Regions from separate parts of the Mus musculus genome. Here regions 1, 2, 3, 4, 5 and 7 are each linked to region 6. The links are chromatin contacts, called in public promoter capture Hi-C maps. All regions are on one chromosome and are shown on one strand. The core of a region is the stretch at or near the end of the contact, and the rest is flanking DNA. Distances in the headings are between cores, read along the strand shown. Region 1 holds the start of Igfbpl1 (insulin-like growth factor binding protein-like 1). Region 2 holds the start of Aldh1b1 (aldehyde dehydrogenase 1 family, member B1). Region 3 holds the start of Gne (glucosamine (UDP-N-acetyl)-2-epimerase/N-acetylmannosamine kinase). Region 4 overlaps Rnf38 (ring finger protein 38). Region 5 holds the start of Tdrd7 (tudor domain containing 7). Region 6 holds the start of Grhpr (glyoxylate reductase/hydroxypyruvate reductase). Region 7 has its middle 7.0 kb from the start of Gm12409.

What was found. Promoter capture Hi-C pulls out the DNA fragments that hold promoters and counts their contacts. Capture Hi-C pulls out chosen DNA fragments and counts their contacts.
Region 1: a promoter capture Hi-C map of liver shows a contact between it and region 6, with 5 times the contacts expected there. The contact joins the promoter of Igfbpl1 here to the promoter of Grhpr in region 6. A contact is called at or near these places in 6 of 39 promoter capture datasets (the C10 cell line, hippocampal neurons, liver and 2 more), 1 of 15 datasets of contacts at CTCF or cohesin (embryonic stem cells), 1 of 115 datasets of contacts at active chromatin or transcription factors (astrocytes) and 1 of 9 other capture datasets (embryonic tail).
Region 2: a contact with region 6 is called in a promoter capture Hi-C map of liver, with 4 times the contacts expected there. The contact joins the promoter of Aldh1b1 here to the promoter of Grhpr in region 6. A contact is called at or near these places in 4 of 39 promoter capture datasets (the C10 cell line, embryonic stem cells, pre-B cells and 1 more), 3 of 115 datasets of contacts at active chromatin or transcription factors (T-cell acute lymphoblastic leukemia, embryonic stem cells and large pre-B cells) and 2 of 9 other capture datasets (embryonic tail and liver).
Region 3: a promoter capture Hi-C map of pancreatic islet shows a contact between it and region 6. The contact joins the promoter of Gne here to the promoter of Grhpr in region 6. A contact is called at or near these places in 3 of 39 promoter capture datasets (hippocampal neurons and liver) and 1 of 9 other capture datasets (pancreatic islet).
Region 4: a contact with region 6 is called in a promoter capture Hi-C map of liver, with 2.7 times the contacts expected there. The contact joins the enhancer-like site here to the promoter of Grhpr in region 6. A contact is called at or near these places in 6 of 39 promoter capture datasets (the 3T3-L1 cell line, the HPC-7 cell line, HPC-7-derived erythroid cells and 3 more) and 2 of 115 datasets of contacts at active chromatin or transcription factors (astrocytes and large pre-B cells).
Region 5: a contact with region 6 is called in a promoter capture Hi-C map of liver, with 2.6 times the contacts expected there. The contact joins the promoter of Tdrd7 here to the promoter of Grhpr in region 6. A contact is called at or near these places in 4 of 39 promoter capture datasets (the 3T3-L1 cell line, frontonasal cranial neural crest, hematopoietic stem and progenitor cells and 1 more) and 1 of 115 datasets of contacts at active chromatin or transcription factors (astrocytes).
Region 7: a promoter capture Hi-C map of embryonic stem cells shows a contact between it and region 6, with 6 times the contacts expected there. The contact joins the enhancer-like site here to the promoter of Grhpr in region 6. A contact is called at or near these places in 7 of 39 promoter capture datasets (the C10 cell line, embryonic stem cells, hippocampal neurons and 3 more), 2 of 115 datasets of contacts at active chromatin or transcription factors (embryonic midbrain and embryonic stem cells) and 1 of 9 other capture datasets (embryonic stem cells).

Annotation. Positions count from the first base shown.
Region 1 is chr4:45,825,521-45,828,846 of GRCm38.p6, reverse strand. Igfbpl1 (insulin-like growth factor binding protein-like 1) reads left to right here and starts at 2,020. Exons shown (of 5, transcript NM_018741.2): 1 at 2,020-2,489. The coding sequence starts at 2,054. It also overlaps a transcript of Stra6l not described here.
Region 2 is chr4:45,797,071-45,800,426 of GRCm38.p6, reverse strand. It overlaps Aldh1b1 (aldehyde dehydrogenase 1 family, member B1), which reads right to left and starts at 1,405. Exons shown (of 2, transcript NM_028270.4): 1 at 1,258-1,405.
Region 3 is chr4:44,071,409-44,074,844 of GRCm38.p6, reverse strand. Gne (glucosamine (UDP-N-acetyl)-2-epimerase/N-acetylmannosamine kinase) reads left to right here and starts at 2,128. Exons shown (of 12, transcript NM_001190414.2): 1 at 2,128-2,483.
Region 4 is chr4:44,178,575-44,182,040 of GRCm38.p6, reverse strand. The region is part of intron 2 of Rnf38 (ring finger protein 38); the gene reads left to right. Among named protein-coding and RNA genes, the nearest start is that of Mir5106, 41 kb to the left of the region's middle. Within about 2 kb of position 2,125, at least 21 of the 459 cell types and tissues checked have an H3K27ac peak or open chromatin away from gene starts, as enhancers often do. A contact at or near this core is called in liver, where this site is marked.
Region 5 is chr4:45,970,524-45,973,839 of GRCm38.p6, reverse strand. It overlaps Tdrd7 (tudor domain containing 7), which reads right to left and starts at 1,543. Exons shown (of 17, transcript NM_146142.2): 1 at 1,404-1,543.
Region 6 is chr4:44,979,622-44,983,037 of GRCm38.p6, reverse strand. It overlaps Grhpr (glyoxylate reductase/hydroxypyruvate reductase), which reads right to left and starts at 1,644. Exons shown (of 9, transcript NM_080289.2): 1 at 1,504-1,644; 2 at 29-159. The coding sequence starts at 1,586.
Region 7 is chr4:45,769,470-45,772,954 of GRCm38.p6, reverse strand. No RefSeq gene overlaps it. Among named protein-coding and RNA genes, the nearest start is that of Gm12409, 7.0 kb to the right of the region's middle. Within about 2 kb of position 2,139, at least 44 of the 459 cell types and tissues checked have an H3K27ac peak or open chromatin away from gene starts, as enhancers often do. A contact at or near this core is called in embryonic stem cells, where this site is marked.

The DNA of each region.
Region 1 (3,326 bases), core at 771-3,270, 850 kb before region 6:
CTCCACGTGGCCCATTGTAAGGTAAGAGCTTGAATGGATGGCCACATGGCTATATTCAATGGCTCTGCTCTGCTCGCCACATAAAGTGACCTCCACAAGGGCTTCTTTCGGGGACAAGGACCTCCCCACCTCAGAGGACCGCAGACTTGGCAGGAATTGAATTAAGAAAGGAAACTGCATGTCACTTGAGAGGTCTGCAGCAGCTCTTCCCAGGCACGGAAAGGCTTTCTCCATCTCCAGACATAAGCCAAAAATATACAAAAGAGCGGACACGGAGCAGTAGGGATGGCTCTTTGGAAGCCTGGTTTGGTAAGTTCTTCTCTCTTCATCTATGCCCCTAGCCACACATCAGTGTCCAGCAACAGTCCCCGTTGTCAGGGATGAAGTATGCAGACTGCCTAGTAGCCTGTATGGATACCCCACAGCCAGACCCTGTCTTTAAACACACTTTACCAGCTATGTCATAGGTGTGTTGTGGTAGATATTTAATCTCAAATCGGGGTTTCTATCCCACCTTAGGTCATTCGGTTTCCAGATAAAAGACATGCAACTTTTATATTTTAATAAACCTTAGTCAGCACTAGAGCTGGGTAGATATCTACCCACCATGTTATTATGTCTACTTCCGTATCAATAACCCCGAGTTATAACTTGCTATGTTCATCTGAGCTGCTCTTAACTCCAATTGCCCAGCCTCATGGCCATGTTTTCATGACTCACTTGCCTACCACATGCCATCTCTCTTTTCTGCACCTTCTCCCCTCTCCTCCTTGTGGTTTCTCCTCAGACCCCAAGCCTGGGGAAACCAATCACTCACTGCCCATCTTTCTTCTGCCCAGTTATAGACAATAGGCATCTTTATTCGCCAATCAGGGATAACTTGGTGGGTAAGGTTACATAGCATCACTTGTATACATGCAACCAGGCCCTGGGGTGTGTGTGTGTAGTAGTAGTAGTATTTAGCATTACAATACATAGCAAAAGACCAAACCTCAATATGGGTGTCCTGAGATTTGTGCTCTGGGACCCTGTCCCAACATTCTTAGTAGCCAAAGGTCAGAACACAAGTGGTTAATTTCCATTTGTGTATCTAAATAATATGCAGAGTGTAACAATCAAGACTGGTCCACACAAAGTCCAAAATACATCACTGTATCTAGCCACCTCAAGGCCCTGTCAACTATAAGATGCATGGATTTATGCAGCATTAAGAAATATCCATGAGGCGCTGGAGTCTTGGTGCAGTGCTTAAGAGCACCGGATTCCTCTTCCAGGGGACCTGGGTTCAATTCTTAGCACCCATAAAGCAGTTCACAAGGGAATCTGACACCTTCTTACCAGTGCACTTAAATTAAATGAAAAAAAATTTTGAAAGAGAGAAAGAAAGACCCGTGAGAGCACATAGCCTTTTCACCTGTGCACCCATTGCTTGAAAGAGAGTCGGGTTCCAGAGATGATAAAAGGTGGGAAACTGGAAATTCTGTAAGTAGAAAAGACCAAGTGCAAAATCATACGTGCACTCGGGCAGTGGATGTTTTATATGAGGGGACTGGGCTATGTGCTCACACATGCTTGTACAGGCAGAGAAGATGCCTGAAAACACACCCAAGAACCCAATAGCCAGAGCAGCCACTGGAAATGGGACTGGGGAACTGAGTATTCGATCTGGGAAAGAAATCCATCTATCCATTTATAAAATCTGGCATCTTAAACTAGAGATTCCCTTTCCTAAACAAAACAAGAAAGAGAGCAAAGTAAAATAAGGCGTCCTGGTGGGAAGACTGAGAGTCATTACATTTTAAGGCCGAGACAAGTTGCCGTTTGGACCACGCTGAGTCTCCCCCAGCGCTCAATCGGAGGTGGCAGAGCTGTTCTGGAGACTTCTCTGCAGTTCAGTGAGCCAGTAGGGCCGCGCAGCGCTGGTCCCGGGCCGAGGGGCGCCCCGCGGTGCGGGCCGGGCCAATCAGCGGGCGCGGGGCGGGCGCGGTGGCTTTGCACGCACCGAGCGCTAAGAGGAGCAGAGGCGCTGCTGCCGTCCGTCTGGGAGCCGGCCATGCCGCGTCTGCCGCTGCTGCTCCTGCTCCTGCCATCACTGGCCCGGGGTCTCGGGCTCCGCGACGCGGGTAGACGACACCCCGAGTGCAGCCCGTGCCAGCAGGATCGCTGCCCTGCGCCCTCGCCTTGCCCAGCGCCCTGGATCTCCGCGCGCGACGAGTGCGGCTGCTGCGCGCGCTGCCTGGGCGCCGAGGGCGCGAGTTGCGGGGGACCCGTGGGCTCACGCTGTGGCCCTGGCCTGGTGTGTGCGAGTCGCGCCTCGGGGACGGCGCCCGAGGGCACCGGGCTTTGCGTGTGCGCGCAACGCGGCGCCGTCTGCGGCTCTGACGGCCGCTCCTACTCCAGCATCTGCGCGCTACGTCTGCGCGCCCGACATGCACCCCGCGCGCACCATGGCCACCTGCACAAGGCTCGCGATGGGCCCTGCGAGTTCGGTGAGTGGGGTTTGACCTAGAAAGACCCAGGCAAATGGGAAGAGCGGGACCCCAATGCTCTTGGGTGTGGGACAGAGAATTTCATTGTACAAAAGTGGACAACACAGCCTGGGCCTCAGTTTCCCCTTCAGGAGCAGTGTTTCGCGTCTTTCTACAGCCTGCTTGCTACCTTACCCACTGCGTGCAGACTTCAGCCCTAGAACAAACAGGAATGTGAATGCTTAAGAACCTGTTATTATAGTTACTTGAAAATGGGTCCAGGTGGATAGGTTGAATGGAGGAAGGAAGGTGAGGATTCCCAGAGTGCAGGGGTCCCACACAGGATTCAAGAAGCACCAAGACAGAGCATCAGAATCCTGGCTATCCAGTGAGTCTCAGACCAAGGGCTTCGAGGAGCTTCCAGCCACAAAGGGCAAGACCTTTGGAAACGTGAGCTCTGAAAAGATTGTGGGACCAGAGATGCTGATCCAGTCTAAAGGGCACGTAATCTGAAGGGTCCTGCTTTAAGGAAATCAATAGAAAACTACCAACTGCTAGGGATGTCAAAGGTTAACTGGTTTTTAACACCACATTGTAAGTGCCCCTAGTGCCCTAACTGATCACTGTCCTGTGTCAAAAAAGAAAGAAAGAAAGAAAGAAAGAAAGAAAGAAAGAAAGAAAGAAAGAAAGAAAGAAAGAAAGAAAGAAAGAAAACCCAAAACAGCAGTGTCTATGGATGTCCAGAGAAGCTAGCCTACTTTGCCTGTGTGTGGGGTTTGACTTGGTCAGGAGCTCTGAGAGAACAGTGTTTGTTTCATCTGGATAGGGTAGTGGGGAACTCGGCGTGGTAAGTGTTCC
Region 2 (3,356 bases), core at 156-2,655, 820 kb before region 6:
ATCTCTGGCTAGGAATAGAAACCTTGTGTCTTTTCTGTCTCACTCGGAGGCTTGCTCCACCCAGCAGTAAAATGTAATTGCACCAGCCCAGATCCTTGACCTCCACCCCCACCCCCACCCCCACTCCCATCCCAGGCCCTTTCAACCCTCTGTCCCAAGTGCAGAGAAAGAAAAAAAAAACCTAATCCACGAAAGCAAGGATCCCACCAGGTCCTTAGCCATACAGAAATCAATGCTGACCAGAAAAAAGCCCTCCCAGGGGAACCTGAGCCAGCAGGCCCATCAAGGACATCTGCTTTGTCCTTGTAACCAAAAGACCAGGATCTCTCTCTCTCTCTCTCTCTCTCTCTCTCTCTCTCTCTCTGTGTGTGTGTGTGTGTGTGTGTGTGTGTGTGTGTGTGTGTGTGAAATTGCTCTTAGGTCACACCAAGGCTCTGCTGCTCAGAATCTTCACAGGGTCCAAGTGGTTGCTTTCATTTTGCACATAGAAAAGTCTCTGGTCCGGCTGGAGAGCTGGCTAAGCAGTTAAGAGCACTGACTGCTCTTCCAGAGGTTCGAAGTTCAATTCCCAGCAACCACATGGTGGCTCAAAACCACCTGTAATGAGATCTGACGCCCTCTTCTGGTGTGTCTGAAGTCAGCTACAGTGAACTCACATAAATGAAATGAATAAATCTTGAAAGAAAGAAAGGAAGGAAGAAAGGAAGAAAAGAAGGAAGGGAGAGAGGGAGAGAGAGAGAGGAAAAGAAAAGAAAGAAAAGAAAAGAAAAGAAAAGAAAAGACAAAGCTCTGGTCACAGGTTATCCAGCTTTACAGTTTGCGGTTCATCTTCTCACTGTAAATTCAGCAGCCTCCCTCCCTGTCCCCGTCAGGTTGAGTAGAACAGATTTTGATGGCTACTCTAGAGGGAACCACAGATGTTCAGGGACACTACTCTCTCATCTTTGGATTTGGATTCCCAAAGGCCTAGCTTTGTGGTTCCTCCCAATATCAGATACTCATGTCCACCGAGTGAAAGGCCTGAAGTCAGAACCCCGGAACACACACTTAGACCTAGCCTGTCCACTATGGCCAGTGGCTCTAGCCCCAGATGGGAACCAAGATGAGAAGGTTTGGGTGGTTCTGTGTTCTCCCAGCCCATCCAGTGTCTCCCCGATAGGAAGCGGCGTGGAAAGAACCCAGCAGTGCACCCGGAAGAGACCTGCCATTCGGGGACCGTAGCGTGCCCCAGTGCGGAGGGAGGGCGGCGGTAGCTACCTGCGGTGGTCTGGGGCTCAGGCTCCGAATCGCGCTCAGGCTCAAATTCTAGTATCAGCGTTCTCCGGTCAGTTCAGCAGCCGTGCGGACCCGCCTCGCTCAGCCGCTAGCCAGCCAATGTGGTTCCGTCACCAGCTAAGCTCCGCCTGCTCCCGGCACCGCCCACCACTGAGGGATCTCGGCTCAACACCCTGATTTCCCCTAGCCTAATCTTAGGTCCAGCATCAGGCACCTTCCAGAGGATTCTGATTTGGCTTCTTTGGAGCAGGCATCTCAAGTCTGAGAGCCTAAGGACACTCCTTTGACAATCAAAAGAGGGACCCAGAGAGAGGTGGGGTTTTCCTAGGATCACATGCCCGGCTCTATCCTGGGACCCCTCCTTAAATATCAACCATTGACAGACCTTGTTGATAGAGTGCCGCGGATCAGCATTCCTGAGCCTGTTTTACTAAGACAGTACTGAAAATTCTTGTTCCAAAATCGTGAGCAGATCGGATACATTCCAAACAAAATGGGCTATGTTGTTTATAAAGTCTACATTGACCATTGGTCTCTGCTTTTGAGCTGAGGGTGGACAGTTGGGCCAAGACCCTGGGGTTGGGGTTGTAGGAACTGAAGATTTTTAAAATAACATGCATTTTAAAAAAACAGCCTAAAATGCAGTCAGAAAGACAGTGGAAGTGAGTTACACGGGGATTAGGCTGGCTGCCATATTGTGTGAAGAATCCTGGCGGTGTTAAGTAGCTAGTTACAGATTAGTGGATTTGAAGGACACCACTCTCATAACCAATGGCTTATAGGATTGAATCTGAAATCGCAGGACTTTATTACTGGTCAAAGGAGTGTGATCTTGTCATAGCTCTTATCCTGGGTAGAGATATAACATGCTGTACTGTCTTGGGTGGAGGTGTCATTAATAGATAACTATCTAAACAACCCTCAGCAAGATTATTGCCTCCCTTCAAGCTTTCTGGTAAAAAAAAACAAGACATACCATTCTTCCTTACTTTAAGAGTGAATCCAAATAGACCTGTCCATCACCCAGACAGAAAACATTCCTTAGAAACAGCTACCTGCTCTAGAAAAAGCCCACTCACAAATGGTCAGCACAGTGGCAGTGGTCTCTGACCTCTGTCTGCTCTCACGTGGTCCCTTTGGCTATTGTGCAATCCCCTACTGCTGGGTGATAAATTCTACCTACCCTCCACCTACACTCTGAGCGTCTCTTCTAGACCTTTCCATGGAAGTCACAGAACTAGGGAGTCACTAAGAAAGGCTGGCACAAGATCCAGGTGACTGAAAAATCTGGAGTATTCTCCCTTTAGAACTCAAGGAACAAAATATGTACACCAAGTCTCTGAAAGTCCAGATCAGGCAGGGTCTGTGGAGTGCCAGAGGGCAAAGCCAGACCAGTGTGTGGGAGGTTATGGGGCACCCCAAGAAAAACATCCTGGCAGAGCATAGTAGGAACTGGGCATGTAGCTCGCCCAGTACTTGTGAAGTTTGAATACAATCCCCGGTGAGGAGACAAAACCCAGAAATGCCCCCCCCACTCCCCGCCCAGGGAGCTCCACTCAGTTAGAGCTGAACCCTTAACGATGCAGCAGAGGAGGAGTTTAAGGCGGTAAGTGTTACTATTTGCTCTTTATCTAAGTGAGTGAGACACGCCACACGCACAGGAAAAGGACCAAATATACCCAAGTGTGGATATGGGCTTCTCAAGGAAGAGTCTGGCTTAGTTAGGTGTCTTTACTATGGCTCTAGATAGATGGGTGGATAGATAGATAGATGATAGATAGATAGATAGATAGATAGATAGATAGATAGATAGTGACTCTGGTTTCTAAGTTACCTTGTTCAAAATATATAATTTACAAGAAGGCAAAAAGACTAAGCAAAGTTTTAAAATTACGTTTTTTAGGGTTTGTTGTTGTTTTGGGGGTTGTTTTTTTTTTTTTAGTTTAAAATATGAGCTGGTCTACATATTGACCTTGACCTGAAGCCTGTCCCTGTAACTGAAGCTGTCAGGTGGTTTTACAAGAGGCATTGCTCAGAGTTAGAGATGAGAAGGGTATGCTCACAGCTCCGCTCAAGGCCAT
Region 3 (3,436 bases), core at 879-3,378, 910 kb after region 6:
TCTGTAGGTAAAAGGAAGGCAGGAGAGGCACAGCCAGGAAGTCTTGCTGTGAGAATATTCACAAGCCAAGGAGTGTCGTCAGTCTCCACGAGGAAAGGGTGAGGAAATGACTTCTCTCCTTCAGCCTCCAAAGAGCAGATACCCTGCTACTGCCTGTATGTTGGTTCCCCCAAATTCTGGGCTCACCCCAACCTCTGGAAGCGTAAGATATGGAAGATAAAAGAGTACTAGCACTTTGTTATCAGTGCTAGGAAGCTATAAATATAGCCATTCTTTATTTCTAACTCATAACCCGTCAATAATAAGTCTCATGAGTTTTACATCCAGATGAATTGCATATCTATTTCAGTGGAATTTTCACTGGAACCAACTCTTGACTCTCAACAAATCCATTCAAATCCATTCTCTACCCAACAGCTCAGATGGTATTTAGAAAAAAAAAGTATGATGTGAAATGTGTTGGAAATTGACGTGTTATCAGAGCATTCATGAATGGTGACCTGGTCAACTTACAAATCGATGGTTGCTGATCTCAGACAGAAAGGTAGACAATGTCACCTCAGTGTACAAAACCACTCATTGTCTGTCCTTTCATGATGGGATGACCCTTGCAGGATCCAACATGGCTACACTAATACCATGCAAACCAGAGCTTCATCCTTGACTGAGATAGACCACAAGCTGTAAAAGTCTGATGGGGTCCACATTTAGCTTATAGCAAGAACCCCCAATGGAAGCTGAGGCAGGAGGACTGACGTGGCTTGAGACCAGTCTGGGCTACACAGTCAATCCCGTGCCAGTTTCAGCTAGGTACAGTGTAAGATCCTGTCTCAAAAAAAAAAAAAAAAAAACAACCTAAAAAAGTAGATCTGAAAGTTTCACTTGTGACTTTTTGTTGTTGTTTGAGACACAGGTGCAGCTGTGCTGTTCAGAATACTGTCTAGCTTCTCATTCTCTTGCACCTAGCTGTGGGAAATGTCACCCATGTCAGGAGGTTCACCACGATCTCTAACTTCAGCTCCAGGGTATCTGTTACCCTCTTCTGGACTTTGACATGTGCACTCTAATGTGTACACATCCTCTGCCCCACCCCCCTACCCCATATACATGATAAAAATAAGCTAAAATAAAATCTTAAAAACAAAACAAAACCAACCTTCATCAGGAGCTAGCAGCACAGGCCGCTCCCCACCTTCCTGGGTCTTGGATCTGCAATTAGTCTAGCAGATATTCTTGAGATGTCTGTGTACCTCAATCTATCAGACTATTGAAACTATGGCCTCAAAAAACCCTGAAATTTTCCCCAAGAATCTCATACTCAGAGAAGGAAAAGACCGAATGCTGGTGCTGAAAAGAGACTTCACACGGGACTGACAATTTGTGACTGCCACTTTGCTGGGGAAGTTAGAGTCCAGACAGTGACAGGTGGGCTACAGCTTGCCCTGGACCTCTTAGATGTGCACATCTCGAACTCTATATATTTTAACCTAAAATCTGAGGTCCCAAAATGGATCCAGGGGATATGTCTTTGGATATCTTTGTCCCTCTTCCCAACATGGCCACATTGAATTAACCTCCGTTTTTTTGCTTTTTTTTTTTTTTTTTACTAGTAACTCTGTTCTCATTAACTTATGGAGAACAGGTGACAGAATTTGGCTTCAAGGGGAAAAACTGTGAGGCCCAAATTTGGTAATAGAATTGCCTAGATCCCTGGAGTGACAGATAACTCAGAGCTGACTAGCATGTGTATTGTCACGCTGCACTCAGCCAGAGCCTCGTGGCAGGGGTGGCAAAGCTTAAATTCCAGGGTGCACTCTAGGACTACCGACACTGAGTTGCCTTGGAGTTTGGTCCACGAGATGGCACTCAGCTTGGGTGCAAAGCTAAAACAACCATCTCGTGGGAGAACTCGGGCTTAACTGTGGGCTCTGCCAGAGGAGAGAACACCCTCAGGCGAGAATAAGGGTCAGCAAACCGAGTGGATGCCACTACCAGAGGCGACACGACAGCGGAAGGTGCGCCACACGACTGACCAACAGAAATACGCCAAGGAGGGGCTGGGACCCGGTGCAGGCGGAGCCGGAGCGATCGACCGTTCGGCGCTCCGCGGGAGCCGGGGTGTGCGTTGCGAATGCAGGAGCAATGGCTGGGGCTGGGTCGAGCGCCGAGTCGTCGAGCGGCGCCGGGTAGCGGAAGCCACCGGGTGCGCTTGCCGGGGCCTGCCCTGTGGACCCGCTGGACGCGAGCCTGCCAAGTGCCGAGGTGGCGCCGGAGGGAACTAACCCGGCGGAGGCCACGAGTCAGTCGGTGACTCACGAGCATCGTGCCAGGCTCCGGCACCTCTGCTGCAGCTGTGGGCCTCGCGCTGGGCGTCCGGGTTCTACGCAGCAGGGCGCCTCTCCCGCCCGGTGCGTTGCTCCGGCGTGGGATCCCGGAGCTGTCAGACTCAGCGTGCGGGTGAATGGGGACCGGGGCTTGCAGAGGTAGGCCTGGCCAGGGTCCAGCCCATCCGTGCACGCAGCAGGCGGCACGGCCCTGGGTCCCTGGGCAGAGACGTGAGATAGCTGCGGGGGCCCAGCACTGCCTAGGTGGGGAGAGGGTTTGCACCGAGGGACTTCTTGGAGGCTTGCCCAACTCTGACTGTCTGGACACTCGGTGTCCTTGGAAATTTGATAGACGTTTATATCCGTCCTTGAACAGGCTTGTAAAATTGTTAGAGGAAAGAATAGATCGGCTTTGCACCTCGATAGGAGGGGTGTGGCGGCGGGGAATGGTTTCACAGTAAAGATAATGGTTTAGCCCGACTGTAGGGGCTCTGGAAGGAACATCAAACTGAATTATTATAGCTGGGCAGCAGGGTTCTGAGAACTCTGTACAGCCCTTCCCTTTTTATTGCGGTGAGTTCCATCCGCTCTGAGTGAAAGAAAGGAGTGTCTCAAGTTCTCCGGAAAGGTTTGCACCCGTGGATGTTTGTGGAATATACACACAAGGTAGAGGGTGTGTGCGGCAGTGACCTGCGTGTAGGAAGGTCATCTAGACTTGGCTTTGAATTGAAGTTCTATCAGTCATTAACTAACTGTGATTTAGATCAAGTGGATTTTTTTTTCTACACCTCAGTGTCCCTGTCTGTATAGTAGAGAAAATGAGGATGGAATAACGTGTCTAACGCCGTGTTAGCCCACTGCTGGAGGAAGCACTTAGCAAACGTTTACTTTACTGTTGTTTCTCTGCTGGTGACTGCTTGCACAAGTGTGCTTATACTTTCTCGTGGTTGGGACATTCACTTATCCTTTTGCAGCATTTATAAAAGCACAATTGAGTTGAATGTAGTTTGTGAGCATTGCCATTTCTCGGAGCCAGGGAGATTGCTGCTGCTGCTGCTGCTGCTGCTGCTGGTGTAACGCTTCAAACTTGACTTGAGTTTGGGTGCTCCAAA
Region 4 (3,466 bases), core at 876-3,375, 800 kb after region 6:
CACTGTGTGAACATGTAAGACACCAATTGATTATGCAACAACCAGGCACTTTAGTTAGTACTTGTACTAAGTACAACTCAAGGGAGGGGTTATCTAATCTCAGTAGGTCCCTGCAGAGGAGCAGTCTTAGGTCGCAGTCCTCTAGGAGGAAGAAGCTGCAGCTGATTACACACACTGGTGGATCATCCTAAATGCACTTGGACCAGAGGAAGGCTTTGCCATCCCCTGAGCCTCAACCGGGGAGGACAGTCATTCCCATGGTTCCAAGGCTTTGGAGTCCTTGATGTGGCTGTGGCCATGCCAGGCACGCATATTAACTCACAGTTCCATCTGGATTCCCTCAGAGTGCCTCACCCCTCCTTACACTCTCACCCGGGCTTCCCAACGTGCTCTACATCATCTTGGCAGATAGCATTTTTTTCATTGCTAATTAATAAATACACCCTCAGGAATGTTTTTATTAACATGGCTTTTAAGGTACTCATAGGTTGATAGTGAGAAAACCTATTTGTGTTGATGGCATCTGGAGTTTTCTCTAGGTGTAGCCGTTCTAAATGGAAGGTGGGGGCTGATGGTGCCTAGACTGTCAGCCTACAAGTAGGCAGGAGAGGGCTAGTTAAGGAACCAATTTCAGCACCCCCAAAATTGTATTAAGGCAGCTTCTTAAGGACGTGTGCTGGTCATGTATCTTGAAGCCCCTTGATTATACCTTAATAGAGAAAGCTTGATTAGCTTAAAACATCAATTTGAAAAAATTTGAGCAGTATTGATCCATTAAAAAAAAATAGCAGTTAAAAGTAAGATGGATCCCTTGTCTGAAATGATTAGGACTGGAAATGACTCAGACTTTAGAATATTTCACAGATTTCCTTCTTGGACATAGTTAATCTGAAATTAGAACACTCTAAATGTTGTTTACCTTTTATTTTTAGTGTGTGTGTACATGTATGTGTGTGTGCATGCGCACCCAGATGTCTTTATCAAGTAAGCAATTTTGCTTTCAGCCCCTCTAAAAGTTTTGAGTACCTCAGAGCCCGGCCCTTGGGAAGCTAAGGCAGGAGGACTGGGAACTGGGCAGACAGCCTGTGCTAGTGAGCCTGTGCCTCAGGAAGCTAAGCAAAGAGGGTGTAACGTGGGCGTGAGCACAGAGAAAGGGAAGGGCCCCCCTCTATTGGACAGAGTCTCATGTGACCTAGGTTGGTGGTCAGTTCCTGAGCATTCTCAAGTCAGCCTCTCAAGTGCACGAATTAAAGAGTGTCTCCTGCTACCCAAATAGAGGCTACACTTTTAGTAGAATTAGTATCATAAATTATTAATCTGTTCTAAAGCGTCAAAGGGAATAATGTATAGTTAATATAGGACCATGAGCCAAAACATGTTTGCTATTATGGTACGTGCTTTGTGTTAATGGTTAGCGGCTCATAACTAACTCCCCAAGGCATGTCATAGGAAATTCTAATTTTGTCTCTGACTTCGAGCTGGCCATAAAGGAGAGTTTTGACCTACTTTATTGATACAAGTGGCAAGGGCCTTCATTCTCCAAATCTACGAGGAAGAGCATCCTTAAGAATTTGGAGAAAGTTTTCAACTAGCAGTAGTTCTCCAGATATACTTCACTGGCTACAGCATTGCTGCTGTGCAAATTAAGACGACTAGAGATCTGAGCAACCAGACGTAGACCTAATGATGTTAGGGTATGGTTGCCCATGCTTCAGTCATCCCACACAGTGATATCGATGAGAGAATCCAGTGGCCAGGCTTGGAGTACTTCCAAACAGAACATTTTTGTAGAGAGTTCACCCAGAGAGGGTAGGGAAGCTCTGTGTCCCTTGCCTCAGCCTATCATCTCTTTGTCCATATTCTTTGAAATATTCTTTATGATTCGAAGCTAAGCATGTTCTCTGAGTTCTGTAAGCCAATCAAGCAAAAGTGATCATACCTGGGAGTGGGTTGTGGGCAACACATTGTGTAGCTTGGTATTGAGAAGCACAGGTCTCAAGTTGAGGCTCGTGCCAGCCAGCATCTGACGTGGGAAGTTGTGCAAACCTAAGGCCAGCCTGCTTTACAGAGTGCAGTCTGTGCCAGCCAGGGCTGCATAATAAACTCTGTTTCAAAACAAGTCAGAGAGCTCTTCAAGTGCCAAACAAATAACAAGCTGTGTGAGGAAGGGTTCCAGGTTGGGGCTGAGCCCTAAGCCCGTGCGTGGGATCTGGCACTGTCCAGGGAGACAGAGAGAGCTGAGGTGAAGTACCGGTGGGCTGCCACAGCATGGCTTATTTGTTGGTAGGGAAAGAGCCTGAACTTTTCTGTGATTCTGAGATTGGAGAAAAACAAGTACCTTGCCCCCTTACTCAGCCGCAATATTTAAGCCAAAAACTGTTAAAACAGTAAAAAGGAAATGATAAAAGCCCAGGGAAAAAGTGTACTGATGCTGTAGGAGGGTTACCACTGCAGGCTAGTGTGCTGGCCAGCAGTATAGTCTGTTAAATACATTGCCTCAGAGGCTTTTTATAATAAGTTCTATTATTCCTTACAATGTTGCTACAATGGCTAAACAGTCTTCTCAGGTCACACTCAGTCTCTCACAAGGTCACACCCGCTGCTCCGTCCTCATTAGGAATCCTGATCAAGTAGGATGGGCTTTTTCCATGTCCATGCAAGGTGTTGGCGAAATTCATTCCCTCAGCTTGCGACTGAGGATCTGACTGACCTCTTACACTCATCCAGCCAGCAATGCTGTCATGTGATCACAGTGTGCCTCTCTGCTAACCAGAAGACCCTCTCTAGACAGCTCAGAGGAGTATTATATAATTTAACATAGTTGTAGGAATGAATGACATCACCTCATTTTTACCATGTTCTTCTAGCTAGAAGTTAGTCACAGGTTCCTAGTGTACTCCAGTAGGAGGGGATTCCACAAGAGCGGGGACTAGTTAGTGACCACCTCAGGGTATGCACGTAGTTGAAGGGGGAAAAATGAGATGGAGAATTTGAATAATACAGTTAGCAAGCTGATATTAATTAGTACCTATAATGTTTAACATGTTTTAAAATTTTAGCAACAACTTTATTGAGAGGTAATTCATGTGGCATAAAACATAACACTTTAAAATATATGTATGTGTGTGTTTAGTGTCTTTGTTTTGAATTACACTTATCATTTTTCCATGTGTGTGTGTACATGTACACATACCATGATGGAGGTCAGATGACAACTTTCAGGCATAAATTATCTCGTTTTATCACGTGGGTCCAAGAACCAAACTAAGATTGTCAGACTTGCTGGTAAGTCCTTTACCCACAGAGTCATCGAGCTGGCCTGCTTTTTAGGATTTTCAAAACAGTGTACAACTAGATCTTCACCATCTAATTTTAGAACATCCTCAAACTCTAACACATCCCCTCCCCGCCCTCCCCTCCATCCATTAACAAACAAACAAACTTAGGGTCTTAGTTAGGGTTTTAC
Region 5 (3,316 bases), core at 294-2,793, 990 kb before region 6:
TATAAAGTGCATTTTCTTTACATTTCTATTAAACACCCAACAAATATTAGAAAACTTAAAAAGAGCGATCCTTCTAGGAGCTTTAAACTCCAGATGCAACACAATAGCTCACCCAGCCAGTCTCATGTGGCGCATTTAAAAGGGTATTAGCAGGGATTACATTCCACTTTCAATCCACAGGGACTAAAATCTTAAGGCACTGCCAAGTGCTGCCTCACTGTCTTAGCAAAGAGAAAATCTACCAAAGAGAAGGGCTGAGGAGCTGCGGGCTCTATGGCCAGCACAGTCCTTTGCATGTAACTGAAGCTCGCCTACGTCAGCTGAGTCTACACTATATGCTAACTTATCCTAAAAATTTGCGTGTCCCTGTCATCAAAAACCTTGAAATCCCAACCTGTAAAATATGGGCAGTTTGGGTAAATAGAAAGCCTCTTTAGAAGATTATTATTATGAGCCAAAGACTTATCTTGTCTTGAGAACACTTCAAAGGGTCAGTTAGCTATTCCCATTCGGTTCTTGAGCAGACTTAGAGACCAGAGGTGCAATTGATTCCCGACCTTACATTTAAGCTTTAGAAGCTCAGATTCCAATACATTATCTGCAAAGGCCGCACTGTAGAATGCCACATTTTCATCCACATCATGGAGGTCGGGAAGAGACAGGGATTTAGTTCTAAATTACACTTCTGCCACTAAAGGCGTTTCTAGTTCCAAGAACACTTCTCTGCAAACGTCCACCTGCAGAGCATAGGTGGGCACCACCAACACGAATCGTGGTTTTCTCGGTTAGTTTGTGGTGTTGGTATCAGAATCCTTTGGGGTTGGGCTTTAACATCTATACACACCTCTCTTCCCTGCTCCCCAAGATGACTGGGTAGTGGTAGCCCTGGATATTGACAGAAATGTACCCTCAAGCGGACAGGAGCAGAAAGGCTGTCAGCTCCCACTTGACTTCCAAGACAACTTCTCCGTGAATGCTTGTTTCCTCCCCAGCGCTCACGGTTGACAGGAACGGCTACGTGTAGGTCCTGTGTGATGTGCGCGGCCTGCACCGGCCGGTCTCGAGGGCGGAGGCCGCCGCAGTGTGGCCCGCGGGGCTGGCACAACTGCGCAGAGCTCGGGTACCGCTGCCCAGCACGGGCGGCCGAGGCCGGTTGCTCCTGACCGGGAGCTACTTCCTGCTCAGAGCTGCGCGCCTCCCACGCCCCCCTCTGCAGCTCCTGCTGCACCGCGACCGGCTGGGTGGACGTCCCGGGGCGTCACGCACGACGCTCTGGAACCCCGCCACGGCGGGGACCAGGCCCGGGCCTGAGGCGCCGCGCCCAGCCGCTGTCCTGCCCGTGCCCTGCCGTCCCGCAGCCCGCCCCGCGTCGCCCGCACCTGTCGCGCCCCGACCGAGCTCACCTCGTCCCGGGGACCCGCGGCCCAAGCCCGCGCCTCTGGGCCCGGCTCCCTCCGCTCCCTCCGCCAGGGCGGCCGCCGCCCACTTTCGGTTTCCCCGCACGGCCTGAGCCGTGGCTTGGGAATCACCTAAAGCCCCGCCCTCTGGGCCACGCCCCGTCGCACCACGCCCCGCCCCTTCGCCGGCCGGCTTAGCTCTGCGCAGACGCAGGCGCTCCGGCCACGGCTGCCCACTTCGAGGTCCGCGTGTGAGAAGGGAAACCGACGCCGCCTAGCGGTTTCTGCGCGTGCGCACGCCGTCCTGACGCTCGGGGTGTGGATTTATTTCTCTTTCCACAAAGTTCGTTCTCTTCAGCATCTCAATACTTCTTTTCATCTTCTAGACAGTCTGTCTTTAGCTGTCTTCTAGGTCACTCTTTGGAGGAGGGGGACTATATTAAAATGCTTTGCCACATACCCTTCACGCGTGTGTAACAACGCTGCTTTCATCCACTGCTCTAAAACTAAAGCTGTTTGAGGGCAGAGATCCTAGAACACTGCCCAGTATATAATAAGCATAAAATAAATACTTATCAAATTCTTTAATTCATTCAAAACACGTTGAATAGCTGCTATTTATTCACTCCACGGTAATTCCACTAACATTTATTTAATGCTGGATTGCTTTAACCCGTTGTGAAAACTTGGCATCATTCTGTATATTTTTGCTGAAAGCCTGCTGCTGCTTACTCAATCAGCAATTTTTTTTAACAGTTTGAGGTACACTTGCCATACTATAAGCTGCACGATTCAAATGTACACTTTCATGTGTTTGGTATGCATACAACAGAGAAACAATCACAGATAGTAACATGAGGAACATAGCCACACCCTCAAAGTTCTCTCTCTTTCTATAATGTTTGCCTCATTCCCTACCGTTTAGTCCTGTAAGTGCCCACTTACTTACTATAGAGCTCTTGCTTTTTCTGGAGTTTTATATAAATATAATTATTTCATATGTATTGTCATTAAGGGGGAGGATCTGGCTTTCTTCACTCATCAGAATTCTATTGAGACTCTTCTGTGTCGTTGCATACACTAGTACTTTATAACCTTGGCTCCCTGAGTTTCCACTCCCTGGTATTGACCCAAGAGAAAGGAAAGGGCTTATTCATCACAGACCCGTACAAGGATGTTTAAATCAGCCTTGCTTGCAATACTTAAAGACACAGAGATAGCATAAACATCCTTCAGTGGGTGAGCAGACAATTAACTGTTACAGACTCAATACCTGCTGACAAATAGCAACAGTGTATAGGGCCTATAAACCTTGTGCTTAAGGAACTTTGCATTCATTGGGAAGCTGCAGTAGGCGATGAATAGACTGGAAGGAGATCGTGAAAAGCCGGATATCCTGTGCTCAGTAGGTTCTGTCTTAAGGCTTTGACCAGGGGTGTTCTTTGAACACTGTTCTCTTTCATAATCTCACATCTGGTCCCTGCCTAAAGCTGCCGAAGTGTCTCTGAAACAGAATTCTCTACATTGCCTTGATTCTATTTCAGTCTGTTTCAGATGTCTTTCTCCCTGCCCTGTCCGCTAAACTAAACATGACAGTGGCTTCCAGAGACCTAGAATAAAGCCAGCTCTTTATTTGGACTCTGTAATAATACTCTGACATGCCCTGGCTCCACATTCTGATGGAGGGAAGGGTAAAAACAGCATCAGTGAACTGAGAGGATGGCTGTGGGGATAGGGAATTAGGCAATACTGAATTCTGTATATAAAATAAATCATGAAACAATGTGCATGAACCCTAAGTCTGAGGTCCTTTATGCTTATAGATATGTCCCCCCCTTTGCTGTATCCGATATACAAAGAAAAGTCATGTGCTGCAGCTAGTTTTCCATAACCAGCTTTATTTACGAATAGTTGCCACA
Region 6 (3,416 bases), core at 395-2,894:
ACTTTGCTCAGGCTGACTCAGGACATACCTGCGGCATCCAGAAGTTTCTTGTCCACACGGTCAGAGAGGCGGCAGAGCAAGCCATGGGCCCCCACCACACCTTGCTCCAGATCCTTTCTGGGGATGGGGTCATCCGAATTCCACTGTTCCACCTCACAGCTGGAAGCAAAAGGCAGCCACTCAAAGGATGCAGGGAGCCTCCGAGGTCCTACAGCATGCACAGCTAGCAAACATGGCCTTCCACCTGCTATGGCCTTAGGCTAGCCTTTGTTAAGGTCATTCGTGGGGAGCCTCAGAACTGTCTGGAGTGTAGTTGAGGAGGGGGTGAAGTGCTGCCAAAGTGGGGAACACTGACAAGAGCTGAAGGCTCCTCTGGTCACGGGAGCACTTGAGTGTGCTTCCTTAGTAGCCTCAAATGTGAGGTGCTCCTCCAAACCCTTCCGTTGCACTCAGAGCAGTCCAGGTGTGTGCACACAGGAGACACTGGACAGTGGCTGGCAGGTCCCCAGGTCCATCTGTCTCTGCTCCTCAGCACCAAAAGTACCAACAAAACAAGTCCTTGGGAAAAACTGTACTGTGCTAGAAAAAATTTCGAAACAAGTCACAGTCCCCAAACCATCAGAATTTAATCCCAGCATTCAAAACGCAGAGGCAGACGGATCTCTATAAGTTCAAGGGCAGCCTGATCTACAAAGCCAGTTCCCGGACAGGCAGGGCTGCTACACAGAGAAATCCTGTCTTGAAAAAAAAAAATCAGGAAACAAACAAACAAAAACTGACTGCCGAGCACTCTCACCTCCTCCCAAACTGGCATGGTAACACAAAGCCGGCAGGACAAAGTGACCCGCCTGCAGCGGATGAGGACTAAGCATAAGGGCCAGGCCTGCCACCTGGAGCTGAGTGACCCCAGGGCAAGGTACAACAAGCCCATCCAGACTGTTTTCAAGTGATGCAGAAATTCTAAAGCTGACTTCACAGTCTGTGTTCACAGCTCCTGGCAAGGCTACCCACTAAACAAGGTTCAATAGGAAGAGAACAGTCATCAAATGGCCCCATCGAGTATCCAAGGAGGCAAGCCAATGACTGTCATAGTCCCTGAACACTACTTCTGCCTGCCAGCTAACCCTCAGTGGGTAAAATTCACAGCCTGCACCTTGCCCCATAGGCAATCTCACTTCACTGAAACATGGAGACCAATAGCCTGGGGCCCGGAGCAAGCTGCCTCCCGGAGAACTACGGCCCCAAACTCCAAGCCAGCCCCTTGGGGACACAGCTGGCAACACCTGAGCAAAGTCCCCATGCGCCAGAGCCACCCTCTCGGGTCCTGGCTCCGCTTCGCCTGCCTGCCAGGCACCCGGCTCTTGAGAGGTGGCCCCCAGCCCTGGGACAGCTCTGGAAGCCCTAGCGGCGTGTCTCCATGGGTGCAGGGGTGTTTGAGGTTAGGTGGACAGGACAGCGTGCCAGGGGCACGGCTGCAGCCCCCGTACCGACGCGGGCGCTTACTCTGCGGCCTGGGCGAGCGCAGCCCTGCCCTCGGCAGGCAACGGGCCAGTGACGAACACCTTCATGAGTCGCGCCGGTTTCATAAGACCCGCAGCAGCAAACACGTACCAGGCTGGCCTTGCAGGAGACGACGGAAGTGTGGGCGGGGCCGGCGTTAGGGGCGGGGCCGGCGCTGGGGGCGGGGCCGAGCCCGGGACCTCTATGGTCTGGTATAGCTGTGGCTGTAGCTTTGGAGACCAAGTGTCCCGGATAGAGGCTCTGTGTTAGTGTGGGTTGAGTGTAGGACTTGGAGAGCCTTCTTTGGTGTGTGTGCTTTCAAGAGTAACATGGCCTCGAGACTGTCAAACACCACTAGGAGCCTGGAGTGAGGGGCATTATGAGGAGGGACCTGTGAGAGAGACCTCTCTGACTATGCTGTCGGTATTGGCAAAGGAGAAAGCCCTGTGAGGCCTATCTTAGCCAAACTATCCCAGAGGCTTCTGGTTAAACACACGGAATTCTAAGCCGAGCCTGACCTGCATGCTGAGGGAGGAGACTGAGGGAGAGGGTCTGAGTCCAGACATTATAGCTTTAATACTTAGAATGATTCCTTACTGGGACTTTACAATTGTGATGATATTTTAGCCCATCACGGGCCACCCAGGCGAGCTAGACACAAGTGCTAACTGTCTGGAAGCAGTTCCTGAGCAAGCAGGGACCAGGTATGCTGAGCCACGGGTAGATCCAGGGTTTGCAGGTAGATGGGACTGAGTCTGGATCTTGGCTTTAACCCTTTCCAGTTGTTTGACCTTTAACCCTAATCTGCATTCCCACCCCTGTTTCTTCAGGCACATCGTGAGGTTAGCATTTCCTTTGAAGGTTGTTTTCACTACTGAACAGGGGTGCTTAGCCTGAGGGTGGCAGAGCTCAAGCTGCAATGCCCAGATGCCTGGGGCTAAATGCCCGATTCACCACCGTGAGCAATTATTAAACGTTGTGTGCCTCCATGTCTTCCTTATCTGTCCCATGGGGATTGTAGTAATGCTTGCCTTGGCTTGTTGAGAGATGAAGTATGTACTGTGCTTATAATAGAGACTAAGGCAGGCATGGCGATTATGCTTATAATCCGGCATTCAAGAGGTAGAGGCAGGACTGTTCAAGGCCAGCCCAGACTTTACGGCAAATGATGCAGATCCTGAAGGCGGTTTAGGACTAGCTCAGGGCCCCAGGCCTGTCCTTCAGCTCTGCAACCTCACTTCAGTCCAAGGGCTGCTCAGTGACTTGGTCTCTGGTCTGGAAGGGCGCCAAGGACAACACAGTGTACTCTTCACTGATTTTATGGGGACCCATGAGGACTCTAGTACAACACACACGCAGTGTTGACAGATGTCAACTGGGCCATTTGGGATGTTTATTTATTTATTTATTTATTTATTTGAAACACATAGTCCCCACCAGCCTCCAGCTAGCAGGAGATGGCCTTGAACTTGCCGGAATTACATGTACCTAGCACACTTCCTGTTCCTATCTGGGTCCAGGCCAAGGCTTTGCACAACCCTTCCCGTCCTAAGTAATACATTAATGTCTCCCCTACTGACCCGTTTGCTAGGTCACTGAGGGGAAAGGAAAGGTCCTGAAATTTGTCAAACATTGACACAAGGTGTTTTCGTGTCCCCAGGCCAGGCCTGCTGGGCTCGGCTCAGCTCTCTCCACATACCCAGGACAGGCAAGGACAGTAGGGCACTGGACACACATGTCAACAGGGGCCGTGTGGGTCGCTCCCTCAAGGCAAATCGTCAGCTGACATTCAGAGGGTACTATAGGTTGGAAAGAATGTGAAAAGAGACCACAGAGCCAGCCAAAGGGCCTACAGCCTGCCCTCCACTTCAGAGGCTGAAGCCAAAGAACACCGGGCATTGACAATGTTTATGGAG
Region 7 (3,485 bases), core at 890-3,389, 790 kb before region 6:
TATCATTTCCGGTTGGCAGAGGTGTTAGTCAGGCTTCTGTGCCTGTGGCAGAGGCTCTGGATTACCAAGAAGGTTCATTCTGGCTCACGGTTTTGTCCCGTGACAAATAGAGTTGGCTCTATTATGTTGGCAGCATAGAACGTAGTGGTAGAAGCCTGCTCACCTGGAACCCAGGAAGAAAAGCAAAAACAAAACAAAACAAAACAAAACTAGAAAGACAGGACCTGTGATGTAGTTTGGCAACTAAAGGTTCTTGCCTCTAAGCCTGATGACCCAGGTTCTGTCCTCAGAAGCAGGATAGTAGAGGGAGAGAATACAAACCCTGTAATTTCCCCATGTGTGCTGTGGAATGTCCCTGTCGTTGCACCAAACCCTCTCCTGTCTCCTGGTATTCCTTCAATGGCCCAATAAGGCAAGTATTGTTATTACAACTACATAATCTGCTGTTATGGTTCTGATCTTGACTGTCCCCTCAAAGGCCAGCATGCTGAAGGCATAGTCAGTCCCCAGGCTGTGGCCCTTCTGTCTTTGCCTTCCAAACATGAATTTGCAGGTACGAGCCACTACATCTGCTCTTCCGTTTTAGACAGGTGACCTACTTTCACCTCTAAGTTGATGACCCATGCTTTCTGACAGCAATAGGAAACAAGCATACATACCATCTCTGCTGAAGGTCCCCTTTCCTAGACTAGGAGGATTTTATAAGGTACCTGAGGGGCAATGGGCTAGAGATACCCTTGAACTGGTGCCAAGGAGGCTGATAGAGCATGCAAGCTCTCAGGAGTGTGCACACGAGGTCGCTTCTGACCCTTCTGGCTGAGAGGAAGCCCAGTGATCCTGTCCCCACCCCAGAAAAAGAGCCCCTTCACAATGTCACCATGAGACAGCTGCCTGTGTTGAGCCTGCTATCTTCATTCTCTGTTGAGCGTGTACCCTAATCCAGGAGCATAAGCCTGGACACACACACCCTTTCTCAAGGAAAACCCCAGAAGCTTTGCCCTGCACATAACCAGAAACTCTTATTTTGAATCGGACATAATTTTGAGCATGCCAGTTTGTTTTATTTGTGGCTGCATTCCAACAACGTCCACCGGAGGGCGCTGGGTCTATGTTTATAAGGGGCTCTGAACACAAAGCTGGGCATCCTCGGGCCTCCCAAACACTTAAGCAAACAGGACAAAGACTTCTGTACACACAGGAGCTCACACCCAGGCACTGGGGACACAGACTCCCAGACCCAGAGCACCCACTTCCACATAAGTCTGCACATCTCTCTATGTGCATAGACACCCTAGAACATATGCAGACAAATGTATGCATGAACACAGTCAGGTACAGCACACATTCACAACTGTGAATAGTACACACACACACACACACACACACACACACACACCAGCCCAGATTTATACATAGCCAATTACCTATTGGCAGACAATCACAGCCACGTGTAAAATGTCATAAACACACATTCAGATGCAGAGATGCGATTATGCACGGGAAGAGCCGCAGACAGACACGCATGTCTAAATAGCAACACACCCAGCCAGGTAAGGACTCCTTGCCCAGGCCTTTGTTATCTCACTTTGGTGGAAAATGCAGTCCCTCGAGGGCATGGCTAATGTTGTGCTGTTTTCTAAGAAAAACAATGGAAATGTCAACTTCTTAATCCCAACGGAAACTGTACTATTCGTTAAATGTTAATGAAGGGCATTTTTGAGGACAAGCTGTCTCTTAAAAGGAAGGATAGCCCTGCTCTGACAAGGAGGAAACCCCAGCTACAGTTCTACAAACACCTTATTAACATATGGAAAGCTCCGAGACGCTCTAAAGCGCCTTTGGTTCCTACAAAGAATTTCTGAAGCAAATTCAACAGAAAAACATGGATGGGGGAGAAATGGCGTAAAGTTGAAGAACAAAAAAATCCAAACAAACCCCTCTTTCTTAGGGGTGATAAAGAAAGGTGGAGATGACTGTCAGGTGGCCAGGTCTGGAAATTTGCCTTTGTAAAAACAAAATGGTTAAAGGAAGGAAAATGTGAAAGGCAAGAGGAAAAAGGGCCCATAAAGACAGCTGCTTCCATGAAGCGGCAGAGCTAAGAACACACAACCAGGAAAGCACAGCCCTTGGGGCCACCCAGTCCTGCTGTGCAGCTCAGAGGGCGGGGTCTCTGGTGCAGGGGAGGTCAGGGGTAGGTGGGGACTGACCGGGCAGTGTCTCCCAGACGTAAGCTGCCCACTGCTGCATCTTTTCCACAGACCCCCTCAAGAGGTAGGATACAGGGACCTGGGGTCTGGCTCAGGAGACACAGATCTATGCAACCCCTATGTTGAGTGGCACTGGCAGCTCCCTGGACCCTGGTCTTCTCATGTGTGCCTCGAGAAAATGCCCTCTCTAACCACTTAATGTCCTCCTCTTCCGGACACTTGCTCACATAAGCTTCCATCTCGCGTCTCGCTGTCTCCTGTGACCAGAATCATTGAAAGTGGCTCTGTGAGTGCATTTAACCAAGTGCTGGCTGCAGCCTGCAGCCCATCGGCTCCATCCCACTGAACAATAGCTCAGGAAGAGATAAAAGGCATTCATCAGACAGCCAGGCCCAATTATCATGTCACACTGAATGAATGTATTTTAAAATCTTTTCTGACAAGAAAATGTTCCAAGTAGGTACCTTCAAATTAGCTGGAAAATCCAGAAAATTTGCTATTAGACCTTTTTTTTAAGAATCTTTATTCCCCCCTACTGTTCCGAAGGAATTCCTTGGGTGTTAATAATTCCTTCTAAGAGTCTGCCCCTGTGCCTCCCGCTGGGACTGGAATATTCTAACTGCCTGCCCCACTCCCCAGAAGCCACTACAGGGACAATGTAAACTGTGGCTCTGGTGTGAATCACTTGTCCATCAGCTACCTTCAAGTGTCAGGTGCAATTCAGTTCTGTTCTGCCAGCACTCCCAGACCTCTGTTTATCGTCCATTAGCCCTGCCAGAGTGGAGTCCACCCGGGTGACCTTGAAGGGAGACCTCCACCTAAGGCCACATTTTCAAACAGCAAGTTGATTTTGAAACCAAATCTGACTGCTTATCTGTGTGACCTTGAACAAGTGACTTCACTTCTGAGTCCCTTTTTTTTTTTTTTTGCTTTACCTCTAAAAGTCAGGAGATGTCACCAAATTCCTGACACACTACACTGTAGTGAGGAGGGACCTTTTCCTGGAGACGCAGAGGCTTTCCCTCTGGCCCACAGTGTGATCAGGACTGGCATGTCAGGCTGGTTTTGTGGCTGGGGGGTGTGAGTTCCTCACAGCACATAACTATTCATCTTTATTACTAGAATCCTGTAGCAGGTGGCTCTCTGGGCTGAGAGGAGAGTTCTCTGTCCTAATGAGAAACTGCAGCTTGCAGGAGTTCAAGATTTGGAGAAGGGAGAACAGGTGCTCGGTGGGTGGGAAATTGAACTGTGGAGTCAGTTTGTAAATGAGAATAAAGT